Regions from separate parts of the Mus musculus genome. Here regions 2 and 3 are each linked to region 1. Evidence: chromatin contacts called from public Hi-C and Micro-C data. All regions are on one chromosome and are shown on one strand. Each heading gives the region's core, a stretch centred on a gene start, on an enhancer-like site or on the middle of the called end of the contact. The rest is flanking DNA. Distances are from core to core; before and after follow the strand shown. Region 1 holds the start of Zbed3 (zinc finger, BED type containing 3). Region 2 holds the start of Hexb (hexosaminidase B). Region 3 holds the start of Polk (polymerase (DNA directed), kappa).

What was found. A called contact is a pair of places that touch in the nucleus more often than the background predicts.
Region 2: a Hi-C map of B cells shows a contact between it and region 1, with 6 read pairs. The contact joins the promoter of Hexb here to the promoter of Zbed3 in region 1.
Region 3: a Micro-C map of embryonic stem cells shows a contact between it and region 1, with 4 times the contacts expected there. The contact joins the promoter of Polk here to the promoter of Zbed3 in region 1. A contact is called at or near these places in 2 of 39 promoter capture datasets (liver and pre-B cells), 1 of 484 Hi-C or Micro-C datasets (embryonic stem cells) and 2 of 115 datasets of contacts at active chromatin or transcription factors (stem cell-derived neural progenitor cells and thymic regulatory T cells).

Annotation. Positions count from the first base shown.
Region 1 is chr13:95,323,357-95,326,487 of GRCm38.p6, forward strand. It overlaps Zbed3 (zinc finger, BED type containing 3), which reads left to right and starts at 1,469. Exons shown (of 2, transcript NM_028106.3): 1 at 1,469-1,988.
Region 2 is chr13:97,196,942-97,200,072 of GRCm38.p6, forward strand. Hexb (hexosaminidase B) reads right to left here and starts at 1,416. Exons shown (of 14, transcript NM_010422.2): 1 at 1,085-1,416. The coding sequence starts at 1,320.
Region 3 is chr13:96,540,934-96,544,064 of GRCm38.p6, forward strand. Polk (polymerase (DNA directed), kappa) reads right to left here and starts at 1,646. Exons shown (of 15, transcript NM_012048.3): 1 at 1,394-1,646. Cert1 (ceramide transporter 1) reads left to right here and starts at 1,802. Exons shown (of 18, transcript NM_023420.2): 1 at 1,802-2,326. The coding sequence starts at 2,231.

The DNA of each region.
Region 1 (3,131 bases), core at 219-2,718:
TCCATGTGTGATGACTATTCTTGGTTATCAACCTCACTGCATCTGAAACTAGCTAAAACCCCAAAATGAAAGGCACACCTGTGAGGGATTTTTACCTAATTTGAAGTGGGGAGATCCACTTCTAATCAGGAATCTTTGAGGTAAAAAGACACACCTTTAATCTTTTGAGCCAGAAAAACCCCACCCCTAATCTGGGCCACGCCTTCTGCTGGAAGCCTATATAAGGACACGGGAGAAGACAGCTTTTTGCTTTTTGCCACTGTACTCTGGCCTAACTGGCAAGTCCATCGCCAGCGGCGGCGGTTACTCCTGCAGGATTCCAGCTTCTATTGAAGACCAGCTGAGACACAACTACTAGATTCTTGGATTTTCCATTCATAGACAGCTACTGTTGGGTTAGCTGGACCACAGCCTGTAAGTCATTCTAAAACTTCCCCCTTTCTCTATATAAAGAGAGGAATTCGGTTTGTAAGTTCTGTTACTCTAGAGAATCCTTACACACTTTTTAAAATGTGTTTTCGTTCATTTGTTTGTTTGTTTTACTGGTTTGCTGGGTTACAAAAGAATATGATCAAAATATATTGTATGAAAACATTTAGGTCAATCTTGAAAGAGGGGAATCTAATAATCTCGCCATTGCAAAAGTATTCCTTTCGTGATACCCAACAAGATTTTTCTTTTCTCTGAAATTCTTGGCATAGAAGAAAGTCAACAAATAGGTCTATCAGGTGTGTGTGTGTTTAAGTGAGGAGGGTTATAATATTTCCACTGCAAAACACGTGCTCTGCATGAGCAAGGTGCTCCTCCCCAGCGCCACTTGAACCAAAGCAGTTAACATGGATTGTATTACCTACAAAAGAATTTCTTGGTTTTTTGGTTTTTTGTTTTTTTTTGTTTTTTTTACATTTATATCTTTTTGCTTATTGTCTTCTAGCAAGGCTTCGTGCCCATTGTTCATGTGACTTACTTTGACTAATAGAATGTGAGCAGAGCAGTATGTGGGCTGAAGAGATGATTGGGGTGGGGGGGCGGGGAGTCGGTTACCGCCGATCCATCGCCCTCTTCTGGATTCCACTGACACTGCACCCATGCATGCACAGACACCCACCACCACCACCACCACGCAAAAACACTAAATTAAAAAGCAACAAATTAGTGACTTTTGTTTTGTTTTTATGAATGAAGGGCAGAACGTGCCAGCTGTGCGTTAAGAGCTAACTGGTGCGTTCTTGAATTTGGCAAGTCACTTCCTTGCGACTATTTATAGATTAAAAATCTGTATGGTGGGAATATTTGAACGGCTGGAACAGCAAAACGCTACACAACAGGATTGCCCGTCAGCCTGCAAAGCCCCAAGGCTCTCGCCCGCACCTCAGCGGGCTGGTCTTGAAAAAGGTTTCTCTTTCCACCTGGAGCGTGGAATGCAGAAACCCGCCTTAGAACGCAGCCGCTAGCGGCTGATGTAACTGTAAATCACGCAGACGCTGTTAACTGAATATAATGAAGACAAAGGTAGTTCCCTGTGCTGGTGGTTTGGGTGGACACCTTTTCCTCCTAAGACCTTGATTGCAAGGACTTCTGACTAGTGCCATATCAGAGGCCTTAATCTGTAAGAATGCGAGCGAGCAGTGCGCCCAGCTGAGGATCTGGACCCGCTGAATCCAAGGGCTTGGAAGGTTAACGCGCAAACGTGCAGAGCCACGGTTAAAACGCTTTCAGCATCCCTGCGCTATTATTGCACCGTTTAAAAACCTCCGACAGATTTCAATTCGTTAAACTAGTTCTCCATCCGTTACTCTAAACTCCTCCCGGACCGGATGGTTTAGCAGCGGCGCCCCGGCGTCCAGACCACGCGTCACCGCCCCCCATGGACGCCCCGAGACGCGCAAATTGAGCGCTGTGTCTTTAAGGGGGAATCGGCCTTTTCCGTCCAGGACAAAATGTCTGCGAGGAGCCCGGAGGCGAGGGGCGACCATCGCGGCGTCCGGGTGAGCGTGGCTGGCTGGGGCTCGGTGGCGTGGCTTGGCTTGGCGGGAGCGACCGCAGGGACACCAGGGGCTGCAGTGATCTCAGGGGCCCGCGGGGACGTCCGGGATCGGAGAAACCGCGGGGTGGAGGGGTGCGGGGGACGCCACGCAGGACCTCGGGGACTTCGGGAGCCCCTAGGCCGTGGGATCCAGGGTCGCAGCCGCGGGGTCTGCAGGGGATGCCTACCACCCCAGGCTTGGCGGAGGGGCCCAGCCTGCGGGCTTCCGGAACCTTCTGGAGCGTCTCCGCTCTCTTTGGTTAACCAGCTCCGGGGGGTGGGGGGTGGGGAAGAGGGGGAACTGTCCCCGTAAAGTTGCCTCGGTGGAGAGTGACTTTGAGCCTCATGCGCTAATTGCGACTTGGTTAATGTTTCCCACCTGTGTGTGTGTGTGGAGGGGGGGGGGGGGGCTGTAAGAAAACCGGTGTAAACCAGAGTAAACCAGAATCTCCTCCTCCACTGGACACAAAAGAGTTTCCTGATCCGGGCCTGGCTCACTGGAGCCTTTGGTTGTGCAAGCCTTCTGTGGCCGGCTTAAAGCTTTACTAAAAAGAATAGGATTTTCCTTCATTGGAAAAAAAGTACCTGCCATTGCTGAGCTCCAAAGGTGTTTAGAACAGCTGTTGAATAGTTTCGTGAGTTGAGATAATTAGTGGTGTTCTGAATTTTTTATTTTATTTTTTTTTTTAAGACGGGGTCTGTTTCCTTGGGTGACCTGAAACTTGCCTGTGTAGACCAGGCTGACCTGGATCTTACAGAGACTACCTGCCTCTGCCTCCCAAGGGCTTGGATTAAATTCATGGGATTAAATTCCTGGTGATTCCAGTACTGTTTATTAGTGCACACTTTGGCCTCAAATAGTTCAAGGCAAGTGACAATAAGAAGCATAGGAAATGTTGTTTTTTAAAGTGCTAATCCATACCACATAATTCAAAAGCCACATGTGTGTGTATATGTATGTGTACATATACATATATATTAATGCAGAGCTGAAAGAAAGGTGCACTTTCGGGCATAGTGCATTATTTTACAAGGCTTTAATAGTGCTTTGGTGGCTTTTAGCTAATGGTAGAAATAGCTGAGAGTTCAGCTTACAGCATTCACG
Region 2 (3,131 bases), core at 166-2,665, 1.9 Mb after region 1:
GGTTAGCACAGCCCCTGTTCTTGGCAAGGGTGCCTACCTATGGCTGGCACTCTGTGCCCAGAGAATGCCCGGCTTGACAGTTAAGTGCTAAATGAGGCAAGGGTTTTTAGGAAACCTATTAGAGAGGAAGACAGAGCAACTACTGCCAAGTGTTGGGAAAACAAGAAGAAAAGCAGATGTTACTTAAGAGCCACTTGAAAGGCCATTTGGAAAGACTAACATTTGAATACCTAACATTATTAGGTATGGAACATAGCTCGGAAGGGGGAGGTCTCCTATAAAGTTTCAACTTAAGGTTTCCCCCATTCCCCTGACTACCACCCCAGAGCTCAGAGGTTTAGAACTCTTACTCTCTTACAGAGGACCCAGGTTCGGCTCTCAGCACCCGCATTAGGGGCTCACTCCAAAATTTCATGCCCTGGGCATCTGCAGGTATCTCCACACATGCGGTACACATAAATTCATGCAGTCATATACACTTAACGAAAAAAAAACTGAAGAGACTAAAGATATCTGAATTGTTGCCACATACGGAGCTGAAAGCGACACTGGGGATACCTAGGGCCCTTAAAAGATCCGTATCTAAGGATGCACTCAGAGGAGGTTCACTCTGCAGGCTAGGACCTTGTTCCCTCCCTATCTTTGGAGTCATCTCAACTGCCCATCTGAGGCCCAACAAACTGACTCCAGCAGAGTCACGGGTTCCATTGTTATTCTGTTTTGTTTTGGTTTTTGGAGACAGGGTTTCTCTGTATAGCCCTGGCTGTCCTGGAACTCACTCTGTAGACCAGGTTGGCCTCGAACTCAGAAATCCACCTGCCTCTGCCTCCCGAGTGCTGGGATTAAAGGCGTGCGCCACCACGCCCGGCCGTTGTTATTCGGAACCCATCCTAAGTAGGGTCCCTGAGCACCTAGGGCGCGAAAGAAGAAGCATGAACAGGTCAAGTCTTGGGCTTCAGTCTGCAAAGTTTGGACCTAAGTTAGACTGGCTAGTCATGCTGTCTTCCAGTCCTGTGAGACCCAAGTAGCCCGGCGATCCTTCTCTGTGCCCAAGGTCCCCTCCCCGCTGGGTGGGGCTGCTCACCGCCGAAACGCCTCCTGTAGCAGCGAGCAGGAAGGGCCCGCTGTGGAATTGGGACTGTGGTCGATGCTGAAGTCCTCCGCGGAGATGTACAACAGCCGCGGGAACATCTGCACCGAGCGCGGGAAGGGCCATAGCGCAGGTTGCAGTCGGGCCGGGGCCACTAGGGCCAGCGACACTAGCGACACCAGCGCCTGCAGCAGCAGCAGCCCGGGGGCGCTACGCGGGGACTGCGGCATGACTGCTCCGCGAGTCTGGCTAGGCAGTCTTTGGACCAACCTTCCAGTCTGGGTCGCTGGGAAGAAAGCATCCGTGCCCGGGTCACCAAGTCAGATGACCGAGCTCCCCGCCCGGGCTCCGCCTCCGAGAGGGGATTGGCCCGGAAATTGGGGGCAGGCTCGGTGCAGAGGCGGTCGCGCTCTAGCCGGGATGCTGGGGTGTGGCTCACGCCTGTCACGCCTGAGGAACTTGTTTGTGCAGCCCACTGACAGGCAAGACCTGTCTCTTCCTCCACTCTTCAGGTAGTGTTTTTGTCACTAAATCTGACGGTGGTGGACTCTGATTGATAAAACCTCCCGAGTCAGAATTCCCAGGAGTTGACTTTGGAAGTAATGGGAGGTTAAAATTTATGCATGGAAAAAAAAATAGATAGGGGGAGCATTTAAAACTTGGGATAGACGCGATGGACTACATAAATATTAAAGTGATACAAAGAGAATATTTCTGTAGTGGAGATTAATGTCGATGTATAGTTTTCCAAGGACCTTTATAACGATTAGCTAGGGCGAACGTGCATATGTGTAATCAGAGATTACAGTATGTCTAATCACAGGAAGGCAACTTAGTAAGTAAATAGATGCTAGAAGATTGCTGGAGAGATGGCTCAGCAGTTAAGAACTCTGTTCTCAAAAAGAACCGGGGGGGGGGGTCAATTTCCAGCACCCACTTGGTGGCTCACAACTGCCAATAACTCCAGTCCCAGGGAATACTTCACCCTTCTGGCCTCTGAGGTTACCAGGCACGCATGTGGTACACAGATGTACATACAGATAAAACACCCATACACATTGTGGGGGCTATTCCCGGTTGTCATCTTGTCTATATCTGGAATGAACTACAATCTAGAATTAGAGGGCTCACCTGTGATCCAGATCTTGAGGCTGGGAGACACAAGATTCTGACCTAGATCTTGACACAGAGATCTTGAGACATAGTGGCCATGAAAAGCTTAGGCCCAGGCTAGGTAGGACACACCTTTAATCCCAGGAGAATGAGGCAAGGAGAGCTTTGAGTTCAAGGTCAGCCTGGAACAAAGCAAGTCCCAGATCCAAGCCTGTTGGTATTTACCTTATAATCTGGGCCACACCTTCTGCTGAGGCCTACATAAGGACTTTGGAAGAAGGAGGATTCATTCTTCGCCTGCTTGCACTTAGTTGCCAACACATCTGTTAGAACCTACTTCTGCAGAAGACCAGCTGAAACAATGAGCCTCGTGGGCCTGAGCAGCTACTAGACTCTTGGACTTCCTATTCACAGCTGACCATTGTTGGGTTAGTTGGACTACAGGCTGTAAGTCATCACAGTAAATTCCCTTAATATTTGGAGACATTCTATAAGTTCTGTGACTCTAAAGAACCCTGACTAATACACACACAGGAAAAAAAAATTTTTTTAAAAAAAAAGAAGACTGCTAAGTAGTTCAAAAATTGGGTTGTATCCTACAAGAGCACAGAAATATAACCCGAATTATATCTAGTATAACCACCCCTAGATAAATAAAAGAAGGAATAATAATATTCCACTTATAATGAGGGCAACTTACACAGTAATTTGTGACAGGCCTCTGTATGTAGTATTTGGAGATAAACACATCTAGACACAATCGATATCACCAGACCCCTGTCTCTTCCCCTCTCTTAGAACTACCATCCAGGTTTCCTCTTCTAGCTTCATTTTCTACACTGGATGTTTACAAAGACTTTTCTGGCAGCTCTCTTTTGCACTGCTTGCTGTGCCTGTGTGGTTTGGGTTTGTCTGGATCCTCTTTTTT
Region 3 (3,131 bases), core at 396-2,895, 1.2 Mb after region 1:
CACTAGACAAAAATCTTCCTGTACTTAAAATATCTTAGCCTCTAGTACAAAGGACCCATGCAACGGAGGCAATTTCTCAAACATTAACACTAAATACAAGGAAGCAATTTTCAACTGAGCAAGCAGGAGCTGGGTGTTGGTGGTCACAATTACTCAAAACCTAAATGAGTCACCAAATAAATTGAAGGTTCTTTTTAGAAATTAAACATAACACTGTTTCTGTGATTCTAAATTGCATTGTGAGGTGAGTTCCTCAATATTTACAACCACTTTCTTTAAGAGCAGTGATTCTAAAACCTAGCACAAGAATCAGAAATTCTATTCATATCTGACTTAGTAAGCAAAGCAAACTATCTAAATGCATACTCTTGTAATTTACAAAGTGGTTTGCCCTCTTCTCTCTCTCTCTCTCTCTCTCTCTCTGTGTGTGTGTGTGTGTGTGTGTACATATATCTCCTTGGGCTATGTTTTAACACCCTGATAAGGTATTCTTAAAATCTTTATCTCTTAAGGTTTTATTCATTTGAATATCTTTCAGTTATGTTTGTCATGATTTTACGATGGAAAATCATTTGTATCTGACATACAGTAGACTTAGATTCTACTGCATTTAGTCTCCAGGAATGCTTCTACACAAGAACTTCTCAGGGCTACTTCCTGTCATGTGGAGTGTAGGACTCTTCGATTGCTCCCAGAGTTTTTGTTTGTTTTGTTTGTTTGTTTTTTCTTAGTCATTGTGCCTTAACACCCCACCCTACCCCCAAACACTCAAAATTTCTTACTTTTCCATCTGGGTAGCAGGTAGAAATTCTTTCTGCAGTTAAATAAGGAATTTCAAAGTTGGAAATGATCAGGAATTTGATAGCTACCTATTGCCTAATTCCTTATTATTTAGTAAAACTCGCATTTTGATCTTAATGATAGAAAGTTTCTATCCAAGTTATCCTGTCTTCCGGGGAGGAAAAAGATGGTTAACATGGGTCTCCGGGGAGATACTTGTTCACAACTAAGAGAAAACTTCAGGATATAATATGACCCTAATTTCCTTTTTAAGAAGTTCTTTAAACGTTATTTGTTCTCTGACAACCTCAACATTAATTGCACGAGATAAAAATTCTATAAATTAACAGTGAGAAAATAGTCTGAAGGAATTCTTCCTCCAACAGCAGTAAACGTCAAATATTAAGTCTACTTCCGAAGACATAGACAGTAGTCCTTCGGAATTAACAGTGACGGTTTTAGAGAGGAAGCAAATCTTCAGTTTGCGACTGGAGAGATCATAAACTCCTAACCTGAGTGAAGCGACGGAGTCCCTATCATTTTTGCCCAGGCAAGTTGCAAAGATGTTCCCGGGCTTTCCGGAAAGCAGCGTCGCACAGCCCACCATCCTCACCTGAGGGTTCTCACGTCCCGGCTCGCTGGCTCGTCACAAACACGCAAGGCAGAATCGGAAGCCAGGCTGGACGGAAAGGGGCACGCAACTCTCAAAAGAAGCCCACTTGCCTTCAGAAGGTTCCCCTAGGCAACCAGCCTTTAGGCGCGCCCAGGACACACACCAGTTGCCTAGGATTGCGACTACAACTCCCAGGAGGCTGCGCGGCGGACGGAGCGCCAGCCTTCCCAGAATGCAGCGCAGCGGCTTCCCTGTTCAGCTTTCTCCTCTCCCGGCTCCGCCTCCTTCCCTACCCGTCGTCACCCGGGAGGGCCGGAGGTAGGGAGCGTCGCGAGCCGCCGGGAGGGGCCCGGGGCGGGGTGGAGGGAGGATGGGAGGACGGAGGGGAGGGAGCTGAGAGAGGAGGGAGGGTAAATAGTGGACCCGGCAGGAAGATGGCGGCTGTAGCGGAGGTGTGAGTGAGTGGATCTGGGTCTCTGCCGTTGGCTTGGCTCTTCCCGTCTTCCTCCCCTCCTCCCTCCCTGACTGAGGTTGGCATCTAGGGGGCCGAGTTCAGGTGGCGGCGCCGGGCGCAGCGCAGGGGTCACGGCCACGGCGGCTGACGGCTGGAAGGGCAGGCTTTCTTCGCCGCTCGTCCTCCTTCCCCGGTCCGCTCGGTGTCAGGCGCGGCGGCGGCGGCGCGGCGGGCGCGCTTCGTCCCTCTTCCTGTTCCCTCACTCCCCGGAGCGGGCTCTCTTGGCGGTGCCATCCCCCGACCCTTCACCCCAGGGACTAGGCGCCTGCACTGGCGCAGCTCGCGGAGCGGGGGCCGGTCTCCTGCTCGGCTGTCGCGTCTCCATGTCGGATAACCAGAGCTGGAACTCGTCGGGCTCGGAGGAGGATCCGGAGACGGAGTCCGGGCCGCCTGTGGAGCGCTGCGGGGTCCTCAGCAAGGTGAGCTGCCCCGCGGGGACCGTGGATCCGCTGCCGGGACTCACCTGCCGCGAGGCGAGGGGGAGCCGCTCGGGACCTGGGGTGGGGCTGGACTGGAGGCACCGACTGTCCCGGGGCGGGGGCTGCGGAATGTGCTGGGGTGCGGGGCCGAAAGGTCGTCTTGGAATGAGTGCCTGGCCAGGGATGGGATAGGAGGTGCTTGGGACTGTCCTTACCGCTAGCCCCCCAATTCCTGGATCCTGTCAGCTTTGGCGGAGGACCTTGGAAAGCTTGTATTAAATCCGTGATCTAGTTCGGGAGGCAAGGTGCATCTGGTAACTTGGAACCCAAGGCCGCAGCTGTCTGGGGTGTAGGAATCTGGGTTGGGCAACCCGTGGTGTCTGAAGAAGTGCTGGGCAGGAGGGCGGTGAAATCGACCTTTCAGACTGTATTTTGGAGGCCCCTACCAGAATGGGGGCAGGTGCTGTTCGGCTCTTAATTGGTGTAACTTAGGCAAACCAGTTGACTGGGTTTGGCCTTGAAATCTGAGATAGTAAACTTTGAGGTGTGAGTGATCTTTGGTGTAGGAAGCGTGTGCGGCACTTTTGTACCTTACCCCCTCCTTGTCCAAGTTCAGAAAAGAGCTATTGAATTGGCAAGCTGTGGATAAGAAATATTAATAGTAAGTTGGAACGTGTCAGAAGGAAGACCGACCTTTAGTTCAGGAAAAGGAGCGTTATTTAGTAATGCAGTATTTGTACAGAAAGGAAAGACATTTTTTGTTTTGTTTTGCCTCTGTACTTTTAAAAGCACCGTTTCAGCTTTC